Linked DNA regions of Mus musculus: region 1 is linked to region 2. Evidence: chromatin contacts called from public Micro-C data. All regions are on one chromosome and are shown on one strand. Each heading gives the region's core, a stretch centred on a gene start, on an enhancer-like site or on the middle of the called end of the contact. The rest is flanking DNA. Distances are from core to core; before and after follow the strand shown. Region 1 overlaps Gm14636 (predicted gene 14636). Region 2 has its middle 190 kb from the start of Mir221.

The links. Hi-C and Micro-C count contacts between places; a contact is called where the count stands out from the background.
Region 1: a Micro-C map of macrophages shows a contact between it and region 2, with 4 times the contacts expected there. The contact joins two enhancer-like sites. A contact is called at or near these places in 2 of 484 Hi-C or Micro-C datasets (bone marrow-derived macrophages and macrophages) and 1 of 115 datasets of contacts at active chromatin or transcription factors (bone marrow-derived macrophages).

What each region holds. Positions count from the first base shown.
Region 1 is chrX:19,163,795-19,169,832 of GRCm38.p6, reverse strand. Gm14636 (predicted gene 14636) reads left to right here. Exons shown (of 5, transcript NR_168020.1): 4 at 2,891-3,058. Among named protein-coding and RNA genes, the nearest start is that of Mir222, 20 kb to the right of the region's middle. Within about 2 kb of position 2,647, at least 161 of the 459 cell types and tissues checked have an H3K27ac peak or open chromatin away from gene starts, as enhancers often do. A contact at or near this core is called in bone marrow-derived macrophages and macrophages, where this site is marked.
Region 2 is chrX:18,955,032-18,960,735 of GRCm38.p6, reverse strand. No RefSeq gene overlaps it. Among named protein-coding and RNA genes, the nearest start is that of Mir221, 190 kb to the left of the region's middle. Within about 2 kb of position 3,890, at least 5 of the 459 cell types and tissues checked have an H3K27ac peak or open chromatin away from gene starts, as enhancers often do. A contact at or near this core is called in bone marrow-derived macrophages and macrophages, where this site is marked.

The DNA of each region.
Region 1 (6,038 bases), core at 1,398-3,897, 210 kb before region 2:
TCATTCTCCAGACTTTTAAGAGACGTTATATGTTTCTTCAGATGCCAGAGTTTTGGTTCTTTGATTTTTATTAAAGTCTGCTTTCATACTCTGTGTTAGTTTCCATCAAAAGCTAAGTAATTATAGACTTGATATTCTCTGTGTACCATGGGAAGGTAACTATCTTTAAGCTAATAAAGCTCTACTTGGAAAATGTCATCGGCTAGATTAATATATCCCTGTTGAAATATGAACAGGTTTTAATAACTAGTTGAGAAATATGTGCATGAACTTAAAATAGAAAAACTTAAAGTATAATTTGGAAATGCACTTTCAAGTAGTTTTTAAATTTAATTTCTGAAAACTAATTCTCTATGAAAATTTAGAGTAGTATTTATTCTAGTAAAAAACTTACAGGGGATTTTTAAATATATATTTATAAAGTGAATGATCAAATTCTAAATTAGCTTTTAAAATAATATTTCCATGTGTGAATCTTTTCTGTGTCTTCATCTGTGAGGTGAAGAATTAGCTATTTGCTTTGTGTCATAAAAATAGAAGGTATATCCTACATTGTAACATAGCTAGTTATCTATCAAGGTTTAATTAACACTAAAATCCCTCGTCAAAGCAGTTGCTGACTTTGCTCAAGGTTAAAGGAAGTATGCCGAAAGAGATAACTGTAGTATGACTGATTGTCTGAGCCATTCAGATTGTTTGTTTGTGTGTGTGTGTGTGTGTGTGTGTGTTGAGGGGGATTGCACTTATTATTCCATTTTTTCCTATATCTAAAATACCTGAGAATAATTGATTCCATGCATGTAATGCCACTCTCATCATGGTAGTTAAACATCATACTGAATAGGGGACTTGTAAGCAGTTTATTTGACTGCGATTTCCCCAGAGACTATTTGGTGATTTTTTTTTTTAAGGCTTTTGTCTTCAGCTATTAAACCATTGACATCAAAAGACTATGCAGATGTTGGGTTGTGGTGAGGCCATTGTTGAATTCGTGATTCTATGTGAGTGAGTCAGGTTAGAGTGCAAATTGCAGTACACGCAAAAGTGAAAGCCTGTTACACGGCTCTGCTTTCAGGTCCCTGACCACTTCCTGAAGAACCTGCCATACGGGCCCCAACAAGAGATTTAAAACTGGATTCCTCCCATAGTAAAGACATGAGGCAGACCTGCATGTAGATAACCTTTTCGCCACTGTTGTGTGAACTTGATTGTTCAGTGGCCTTAATTGTAAATTTTACAGCATATGGTTCTGAAACACTACTGAGGCTTAAAATATAATCTTGGAGCTTTCTTGTTTACCTGACTGAATGCTTTGAAACCTATTAGAACATGCATTCTGATCCTTAAATGCATGAGCTAGAAAAGAAACAAAAAAAAAAAAAAGGAGCTTGTCAAATCAACTACAACCACCAGTCTAATAAAACTGAGTCACATCCAAATGGGCTGTACTTACACTACCCTCCCATTCTGGGGAAAATTTGGCCAGGGGAGGTAGTGTGAGTCATCACCTGGTTTGTTTGACATATGCTTCCTTCCATAAATTGGGAATGGCAAGAAGCACAGTGCTCTGGGCTTGCCTTGGAGAAAGAGTTATCACAGCTTTGCCTGAGAAAAATTGGGTGTCTGGTTTGGAAAGAAGAGATTGAGCCTGTGTTTTGACTTTAGATGTCGGTAAAGGGGGAGAATAAATAGATCCAAACAAGGAACATTTGTAAGTACCATTTTCAGAGAATTAAGAAATGATAAGGGTGTTTGTGTGTGTGTGTGTGTGTGTGTGTGTGTGTGTGTGTGTGTGTGTGTGTGTGTTTTCTGAGGCATAAGTGTTATTTAAGAAAAATTGAGGGCTGGAGAGATGGCTCAGCCATTAAGACTAGGCTTACAACCAAAAAAAGAAAAATTGGGGGTGTTAAAATAAATTGGCAGCTACTTCATGAAGTGGGCTTGTTTACGTAGCAAAAGTGTTCTTTATATGAACAAATGAAAATAGATGGGGACATGATTTGTAGTTAGCATAAAGATTTGTCCCAAGGATGGTTAAATTTGCTTAATTTGTATAGTTGTCTTTAAAAGAAATGTGTTTGACTTAGGAATTGTCTCTTGGGGCCCTTTGCTGGGAGGGAAGAGAAGCTTATACACCTCTCCCATCGGCAAGCCTCTGTGGAGCTGTACAGAACGGAGCTTAGGATGGGCAATTGCCGGGGAGACCGTCAGAAGCGGGATGAGCAGTTCATTTATAGTTGAACTGAGTTTCTAAACTCAGCCTCTGCTTTGGCATTATTTTTTAATACATGCCAGACATTCTTCTGATTCCCATCTTGGCTGGGTTTCAGCTCCTTCTTTGTCTGGGTGAGGCTAGGGTGTTACTTGTTTTAAAGCTTGAGTTGTCGCAGCCGGGGTATTTTCTGTTTCGGCTTATGACCACCACCCCCCTTTTCCTGAATGAGTGTCCTTTGTATAACCCCAGTAATTCAGAAATTCTACAGGCATAGGGACTGCCCTGTCATGTGACTTAGGTACTAGGTGTTGGTTGTGATTGGTCAGCAGCTAATTGTCAGTTCCCTATAAAAAAAAGTCCCGTGTTAGGCGACTGTCCACTCTCCACTCTCCCGCTGGCTACTGCTCATCAGGAGCAAGATGGGGGTGGGGACTGTCCAATGATTCCTCTGTGTGATAGATGACCAAGTGGCTGCAGTCGTGGGGGTCTACACAGCAGTGCAAGATTGTTTGTAGCTGATTTGATCAAACTCTGGCTTCCTGAACTGGTAACTGTTACTTTAATGCAGCTTACTGATTAAACTGAGAAAAATGTAGCTGAAAATGTGTGCCAAGAACTTGTGTGGACTTATTCCCTGTCCCCTTTTTCCCTTTTGTCTGATTCATTTTGTCACAGGAATGAAATGCAGATAACTCGTTAGCAAACTTTTGTGGGAAAAAAGTGCCTTGTGCGATCAGAACAAAGCCGTTTTATAATCAGATTTACCAAGCTGAGAAGAGGGAGTTTCAGCAAATGGAAGCTTCAGCTTTCTGTCACCAGGAAACACTGCGTTATCCAGAATCGGTAAGTGAAAAGTGGCATTGTCCCTAATAGATATCATATGGTGTGTGGGAGAATTGCAAAATATATATATATATATAGGATTTTAAAAGCAGGCAGCCCCACCATATAACATAAAAGCTGAGACGTTACCAGGTAATTAACAAAATGAGATGTGAGTTACTAGTTTAGCCAAACATATGTAATAGAACTAGATCTTACTTTTTGAACATGGTTTCCTTTTCAGTGGGGCAAAGCATGAAATCCAAATGGGCTGTTTGCTTGAGTTGCTACACTAACTTTCCATGGATAGAGATTTGCATTCAGTCTGAGTAGCGAGTCGAAATGTGAAGAAATACTTTCAGAATTAGTCGGTTCCTTTGCTTCCCCATTGTGTCAGATTTTATCTAGATCTTTACAAAATGAAAGTAGAAGCAGTGTACCAAAAAAATCTGATTGTGAATGGCAGATTATGGTGGTCATAGAATTTGTTTTGTATTCATGTCATGATTTTAAGATTGTTCTGTTTGATTACAGTTCTGTTCTTGTTTTGATAAAGCAAAAGGGTGCTGATTTCCATACAGTTCATAACTTTTTTAAGATGGTAATGAGCAACTAACTCTTAATGGTGTGCTACCCGTGTGTCTGCCTGTCTTTCTTTCTCTGAAACCTGAAATTCAGTTTTCTTGTTTTGAATCTGAGCTGCTCCTATTCCAGAAAAAGACAGTAAAGCTGTGACTATCTGTGTTCCAAAAGACACCGAGATAGCAGTTTTATATTAGTGTGAATGTTTGACTTCTCTGAAATATGATTGCATAAAGGTTGTGCCCAGCAAGCATATTAGGATAGTAGGTGGCTGCTTGATTTTTGTCTGTTTCTTTTTGGTCAGTAGAACTAATCATGTGATATATACTTACAAAGAGTTAGATGGAAATATTTTAAGTGTCAGTAATTATATAGGTATTCTGGGCAATCTCCATTTATGAGTATAAACATGCAATTATGACATGAACAGAATTAGGCTTTGAGTTATAAAGGATGTAATATTATTTATTTTGCTTTAAGTAGCCCCAACTAAATTAAAAGTTAAATGTACATTCTTGACTTCTGGCTCCCACTCTGTTCCTTTTGGAATCATAAAATTTCCAGCTTAAAAAAGGAACACCATAGCAGGATAACAAAGCTGCAGGTTTCTGTTAGTTGAGTGGGCTGCAGATGGGAAGAGAAAGATGAGTATGTTGGAATCTGTAAATTGTGCCCCCTTAACGCACACGCTTTAAGGGTTTGAAGATCATTTTTCTTAGGCTAATAGCTCCCAAGACTTCAGTTTCAATGAAAAGACAAGCATGGCTGTGACATGCAGATCTAGCTGCAAATTTGGGCGAATGTCACATGTCATTTGGCTTAATTAAGGTGTGCCCTCCTGACACACATAAATTTATAGGTTTGAGAAGGAGACAGAAAAATTTTGAGAAAGCATGATAGTAATTTTAGCTGATTTTTATCCTGCTGTTAGTGTATCTTCAGTAACTAATAATTATTTTCACCTCTGTATTTCATCTAAATGCTTGGATAAAAAACACGGTAATTTAATATTGAGCTAAATACATGCAGGATAGGAAAAAGACTATATAAAAATTTCAGATGTTCTTCAACATTTAGAAGCCACTGCCTTGAGTGATTAAAAATAGGATATAATATAAATTGAAATAGTAAATGCTAAAAAGTGAGTCCCAGAAAAACTTCATCTTTAAAATTTAGTTTGTCATTCTTTGTTCTGAGTTTCTTATTTTTAAATGTACATCTAAAAGCATTGCTATGAATTATCTCCCAGAGTTACTAAAGGCATTGCTATTTTGGCATGTTTGGTCTTTGTGGATTTTCAAAACAACAAAGTGAAAGGAAGCCATTTGAGAGACATATCTCAATCATTTCTACCCAGTATTTGATAAGTGTACTGTACACCTTCAAAATTTGATGTGTGTGTGTGTGTGTGTGTGTGTGTGTGTGTGTGTGTGTGTGTAGGTGTGTGTCTAAGCTTACTTTGAAGGTGGGTCTTAAATCAACAACAGCTATTTGTTAGAACCCAGATAAGACTTGGAATGTAGTTCTCTGGCAACCGAGTAGTTAGGCATTGAAATGTAGCTTTAAGGATTCAGTTCATAAATGGCATTCAGATCTCCTGCTACAGTGTCATTGAGTAGAAGGATAACAAGAATGGGTAAACCATGAAGAATTATAATGATCTCCATTTTTCAGGTCTTCTTGACTTGCTTTTGTATACAGGATCACCATGGAAGTGGGAAGCATAGGCCTTGAAGGAAGCCATACTTTAGTACAAAATTAGTATGTGAAAAATTGGGAGAGATAAGTACCAACATATGGAGTAATGAGTAAACGTCAGCTCAGCTTCCACAAGGCTCTGCACACCGTTTATCCGGGGCTGACCAGCCATGAGAAGAACATCTTGAACCAATTATTGTAGGCTCTTGAAGAGCTGCAAATATTTCCTTCAAATGCAATGTGGAGAGAATTCCTTTGGTAGTAGCAGAATGGCTTACCAGTTTGCTATAGCATTTATTTCTATCCCCGCTCCCCCTAAGAACAACTACAGAGGCTTCGGTGTTCTTATGAGACACATGCTTTCCAAACAACTGTTCATTTGCCATTTCCTAGTTTTGTCTTCTTTTTCCTATGGAATAAATAGGAGTGTATTAAGCAGTCATAAGCCCTAAGCATTTTATCTTACATTCAAAAATTACTTTTAACATTCTTTAAAAAGAGACTAAGAGGTGTTTATGGAATGAATTGGCAGGCTGATAACCTAGGAAACACCGTATCAGAGCAAGAAAATGTTTAGACTAATATGTACCATAGATTAAGTATGCACGCTTGCATTTTCCATGCCTGAAGGTATTTTCTATTTCACAATGGTTTTAGCAATTTATTTTGTCACTTGTACCTTGAGAATTAGTGAAAAAAAGATTTCAGTTGAAGTTATTCC
Region 2 (5,704 bases), core at 2,641-5,140:
TTTTTCTTGGAAGCAGTCATGGACAGTGGGCTGGCCTTCTTAATGATGTGTTAATGAAGTGGCTGCAAAGGCCTACTGCTGCTGGCCAGACTGAGCTCAGTGGTCTCTCATACAGTCTCTTGTTTTTATGCTTTTTCTTTTCACATCCTCATCTTTCCGTGGATTGAACCAGTACCTCTCAGATCCTAGGTAAATGCTCTACCTCTGAGTGACCAGACTAGGTGCTCCTTCACCTTTTACCAAGGAGAACTAATGCCCCTGCTCACTGTACCATTAGCATTTTCTCCTCTGGTTCCCCTTAGACATTGACTTCTCTGTGTATATCTAGTTCCACAACTAAGCCTGGGGACAAATGTCCACTCTGCTCTAGAGATCAATCAACCTAAGTTGCAATGTAGTTTCTTATCTAATATTAGAACTGATTAAATATGTGATGGAATTAGATGCAGTCTTGTTGTATAGCCAAAGCTGGTCTTCATATCATGATCCTCCTGACTCTGCTTCCTGAGTGCTAGGATTATAGTTGTGCATGATCATACTTGGCTAGTCAATTTATTTATTTATGACATACCTCTATGAACACCATCTATCTAGTTTGTCCAGTTAAAATGTTTAGTGAATAACAGTGGGTTTTACAAAGCCAACTGTAATATCAAGGAACAAAAGTTACAAAGTATGAATGGCAATGCATAAAATGAAACATTCTTCCTATTTTTAGAAAAAAATAATTTATTGCCAATCTTGAACCTATTTCTGCTACCAAAATAAACAAACCTTCAAAAGGCAATGTTCTTTTGGACATTTGAAAGCAGATACAATGAGCTTAAATGTCACAAGGTTGATCATATTAATTTTAATTCAGACTACACTTTTACAGATAGAAATAAGAATGATAGTTGTTAAAAATAGCATATCTTATACAATATCAGCCACTATCCCCATGCTATTAATATCCATGTGATAGTTCTTCAAGATCAGGTGGTCGCAATTGTTTGTTCAGAATGTCAGGCTTAGATTTGTTCAAATCTCTACTATATATTTACCAAGTCTTAAACTCAGGCCATGCAGCAATGGACATGTGTAATAGCACAAAGATCTATCTATCTATCTATCTATCTATCTATCTATCTATCTATCGAGAGATCCACTTACAATGTTCCCTCGCTTAACTAGATTGTAAAACCGATCCATATTTTAGTTCTAAAAAGGAAACTTAATATTCTAATTTTTTAAGCAGCACAATGCAACACGTGGGACATGATGACAGAGGCCTATTCAAGTTAAGATTTCAAAATGAAAAAGATATCTCAAAAACTCTCCTTCTTGATCTCTCACAGAGGCCAGAAGAAAGAAGATAACTAAGTGACATCTCCAGATTTATTAAGGTTATTCCAAATAGTGACTAAACTTTGAAATTTTTAGAATGGGATTTTTTGTATTTCTTCTCTATTTTTTAATTGAAATTAGACTTTTTTCATACAATATATATTCTAAGGGTGGTTTTCCTTTCCCTAACTCCTCTCAGATCTTCTCTACTACCTCTTATATTCAAATACACACATTTTCTCTCTCTACTGAGAAAATGAACAGGCATTTAAAGAAATAGTAAAATAAGATAAAATAAAAGCATGCAAACCAAAATAAGACAAAACAAATAAACAAATGGAAGAAAAAGAGCTAAAGAAAAAGTGCAAGAAACACATAGATATAGTGACACACACATTCACATACAATGCTTTGTCATAACATTATCTGTCTATCATCTATCTATCTTACCCTAATTTTGTGTATATATTAGAGCTTCTGGTTTTATGTGTTTTATGGACTTATAGGGGTTTTTTTTGGCTGAGAAGTTATTAATAAATATATTCTTTAAAAAACATTTTATTGATTCTTTGTGAATTTCATGTCATGCACCCCAATTTCTCTCATCTCACCATCCCTTCTTATCCAACTTATACCCTCCACCCTTGCAACCTTCTCACACAGTAAAAAAAAAAAAAATCAAAACAAACAACACAAAATACCTATCTAATTGTGGAAGCTGTAGTTATATCACAGTGTGTCCTACAGGATACCCTTTTGTCCATATACAGTGACAATACTGGATCCTCACTGGGACTCCTCTCAGATATGCTTGTCTCCCTGTGACATGAAGCTCCTACAGCTTTGAATCTGCAGGACAAGACCCCTTCATGAACTCCAGCAGTTCATAGTTAGAAGAGATGTTGGGGTGGGCCAACTCAAAGTCCTGGGCCTGGGTGGTTTCTGAGTTTGTCAGCTTGCCAACTCTCCTGTACTCCCATCACCATGGTGTTCTTGCAAGAGTTGCCTTGGCCATGGTGTCTAGTCACAGCAATAAAACCCTAATCAAGGCAATGGCTATCCCAAAAGTTGATGCCTGTAGGTGGGATATGTTCTTCTAGCTTCGATGCCTTCTCTTGATTTAAGATTTTTTTAATGGTTAAAAAAAAACAAAAACTACAGATACTTTATGCGGATAATGTGTTCGGTGATTGAAGGGTTAAATTGTTCAGAGTGTATCTTAAGAGCTACTACTGCTGTGAAGAGAAATAATGACCACGACAACTCTTATAAAGAAAAATATTTAATTGGAGCTGACTTACAGGTTCAGAGGTTTAGTCTATTATCATGGTGGAAGTGTAACAGTATGCAGGCAGACATAGTACTGGAGAAGGAGCTGAAAGCTCTACATCTGGACAGTAGACAGCAGTAATGGAGGGTTGCAAGGGTGGAGGGTAAAAGTTGGATAAGAATGGATGTTGAGATGACAGCAATTGGGTTACATGACATAAAATTCACAAAGAATCAATAAAATATTTTTAAAGAATATTTTTATTAATAATTTCTTAGCATTGGGCCTAGATGAGACCTGAAAGCTCACCTGCAGTGACACACTTCCTCTAACAAGGTCATACGTACTCCAACAATGCCACACCACCTAATAGTTCCACTCCTTATGGGATCAAGCATTGAAACACATGAAACTATTGGGGCCAATCCTATTCTGACCATGACAGGGTAAGATTCTTTTTCATCAACTAATTGTCTTATACCCAGCATGAGGCTGATACTTGAGTACCTTCTGTTGGATCTGCTTTTCAAATATTATACAGAATGAAAACGTGATTTTTTTAGGCTAAATTTGGTTTGCTGTATTAGTCACCTTTCTGTTACCAAGATACCCATGAAAATCAAGCTGTAAGAAGGAATGATTATAGTCAGAGGTTTCACTTCACTTTTATTTGTTTCTATTGCCTTTGGGCCTCTGGTTGAGTAGTACACTATTGTGGGAACCAGACTAGAGGAATCTGCTTCCCTCATGGCCAATGAGAAATATAGAGAAGATATTTGTGTTCCATAATCCCCTCTTATGTGTACATTCCTAGTGACTTGAACCCTATCAGGCTCCATCTCTTAAAAGCTCTACCATCTCCTTATTGTACCATAAGCTGGGACCCAAAACTTTGGAGGATATTTATATAAACTATAGATTTTGCTCACTTGTTTTGATAACATTTTATGCTCCATAGTGTAAGAATCTCCCCTGTACTCTTCACAGAGTCACAGTTACTCTCATTTTGCCCCATCTGTTTTTCTGTCTGTGTTTTTCTTTCTGTTTTCTTCTCTCTCAGTCCCTCTGCCCCATCCCCATTATTTTTCTGTATTAGTTGGGATTTTCTAGAGGGACAGAACCAATGAAATTTTAAAGAGAAATTCTGCTAACACAATAGAGATTGGGTAGTTCAGACATGACTATGTACACACTAGGGAAGTAGAGAACTCACTCATGAAGAATAGGGCCTTACTTACATACATACTGGCTTCCTTTTTTTCAATTTTTTCCACTTAGGCTCTCAGCCTGTTGAATGATGTCAACTAATGCAAGGCATATCCTTCCTCTTCAGTTTCTGTTCCACATGTCAGTAGTCTCTGGAAATGGTTCCATAGAGATGGACTTGGCTGCCCTGAACATCATTTCATCTTATTAAACTGACAATCAAGACCATTGCATTCTCTAGGGAGAATATGTTGGAGACACTGAATCACTTTACCAGCTATTTTGGTATATACTCCCTAATTACAGTGCAACCATCTGAAATCAGAAAATCAATGCTATTCTAATTTTATAGCTTAATCCACATTCCTTATTCAAATATGACAGTTGTTCCAACAATGAGCTTTGGTTTGTTTATAATCCTGATTCTATTCTATATCAAATAGCCCTTTAGGTCATTGTGTCCTCTTAGTCACCTTTGACCTGGAACAATTCCTCAGCATGCCCTGGTCTGTTGTCTCTATGTCATATAGCAGAGTACTTGCCAGTTGCTTTGTAAGCTATCCAAAACACTGGGCAGAATGTCTGCCAGTATTGACGCATTAGAGAAGAAAATGATAATTTTGGTATCAATTTTGATATTAGACTTTGACTATTCTGTTAAGTTGCCATCTACCTGATTCATCAACTTCAAAATCACTATTCTTCTCTTTGGAAGAAGTCTAGATTTGAAAACATATTTTGAAGCTTTTTAAGTGGCCTACTCCTCACCAAATTTTCAACATCTTGGGATTGCTAAATGGCCCTTAAAATTGTATTCCAATTTTGGGTATTGAGAATGGCTATTTAATTTTAAAATATGCTTTTATTTTTAACAGACACATGCTGATTATACATAATTATCAGGTACAGTGTGACATTTCAATACATGTGTGCAATGTGTAGGGATAAAATCAGGGTAATTAGTGTATCTATTACCTCAGACATATAATTATTAAGTGATAGAAACATAAAAAATCTTCTCTCTTCACTAATTTAAACTATTCAATTAACTATTATTATCCACAGTTATATTACTGTGCTTTAGATCATTATGTTGTTTTAACTATCCAACTGTACCCCTGCACACACACACATCTTTAATTCATCTCTCCTTTCTCTGTATATTTTTCACAGTCTGGTAGCTACTCTTCTTTTGCTTACTGTTGTGTGTTGAATTTTGTAGCTTATACAATGCATCTTATTTGTCTTCCTTTTTGATCTATGTTTTTGCTAATTAAATAATTTCATTAATTTTTATGGTTAATTAATATTCCATTGTTTATATGTACCACAAGTTCTTTATGCATTCATCCATCAGTGAGCACATAACATAGTCTCATAAGCTGGCTATTGTGGAGAGTGAAGGTGTCTTTCCAATATACTAATTTCACGTGAAAATTGTGGTACATGACTGTGAACCTCATACTCAACATGCTGGGACAGAAGTATCATGAGTTTAAGGCCAGCCTCAGCTACATGGTGAGTTTGAAGTTAGCTGTGACACATTGAGTTCTTCCTTAAAAACAAACAAAACAAAAACCTATACCTCAACAAATAATTTGTACCCATGGAACATATATATTCATTCATTGGTGGGATTTCTTTTGAAGATAATTCATTCTACTTCCCATAATATCCACAGCAATTTACATTCTCAATTCACAGTATATGTGAGTTCTTATTTCTCAGTATAGAATGGCTTTTTCTATACCCCATTAGTAACTGAACAGTTATCACACTTTGATTCAGTCTTTCCCTTTGCTTTTCAACCTTCTCTCCTTTTATTAACAACCTCTGGTTTCTTGTAATATAGGAGTCTGAGACTTTTGCCTAATTTGTACCTATCTGGAATCTTACCTCCTA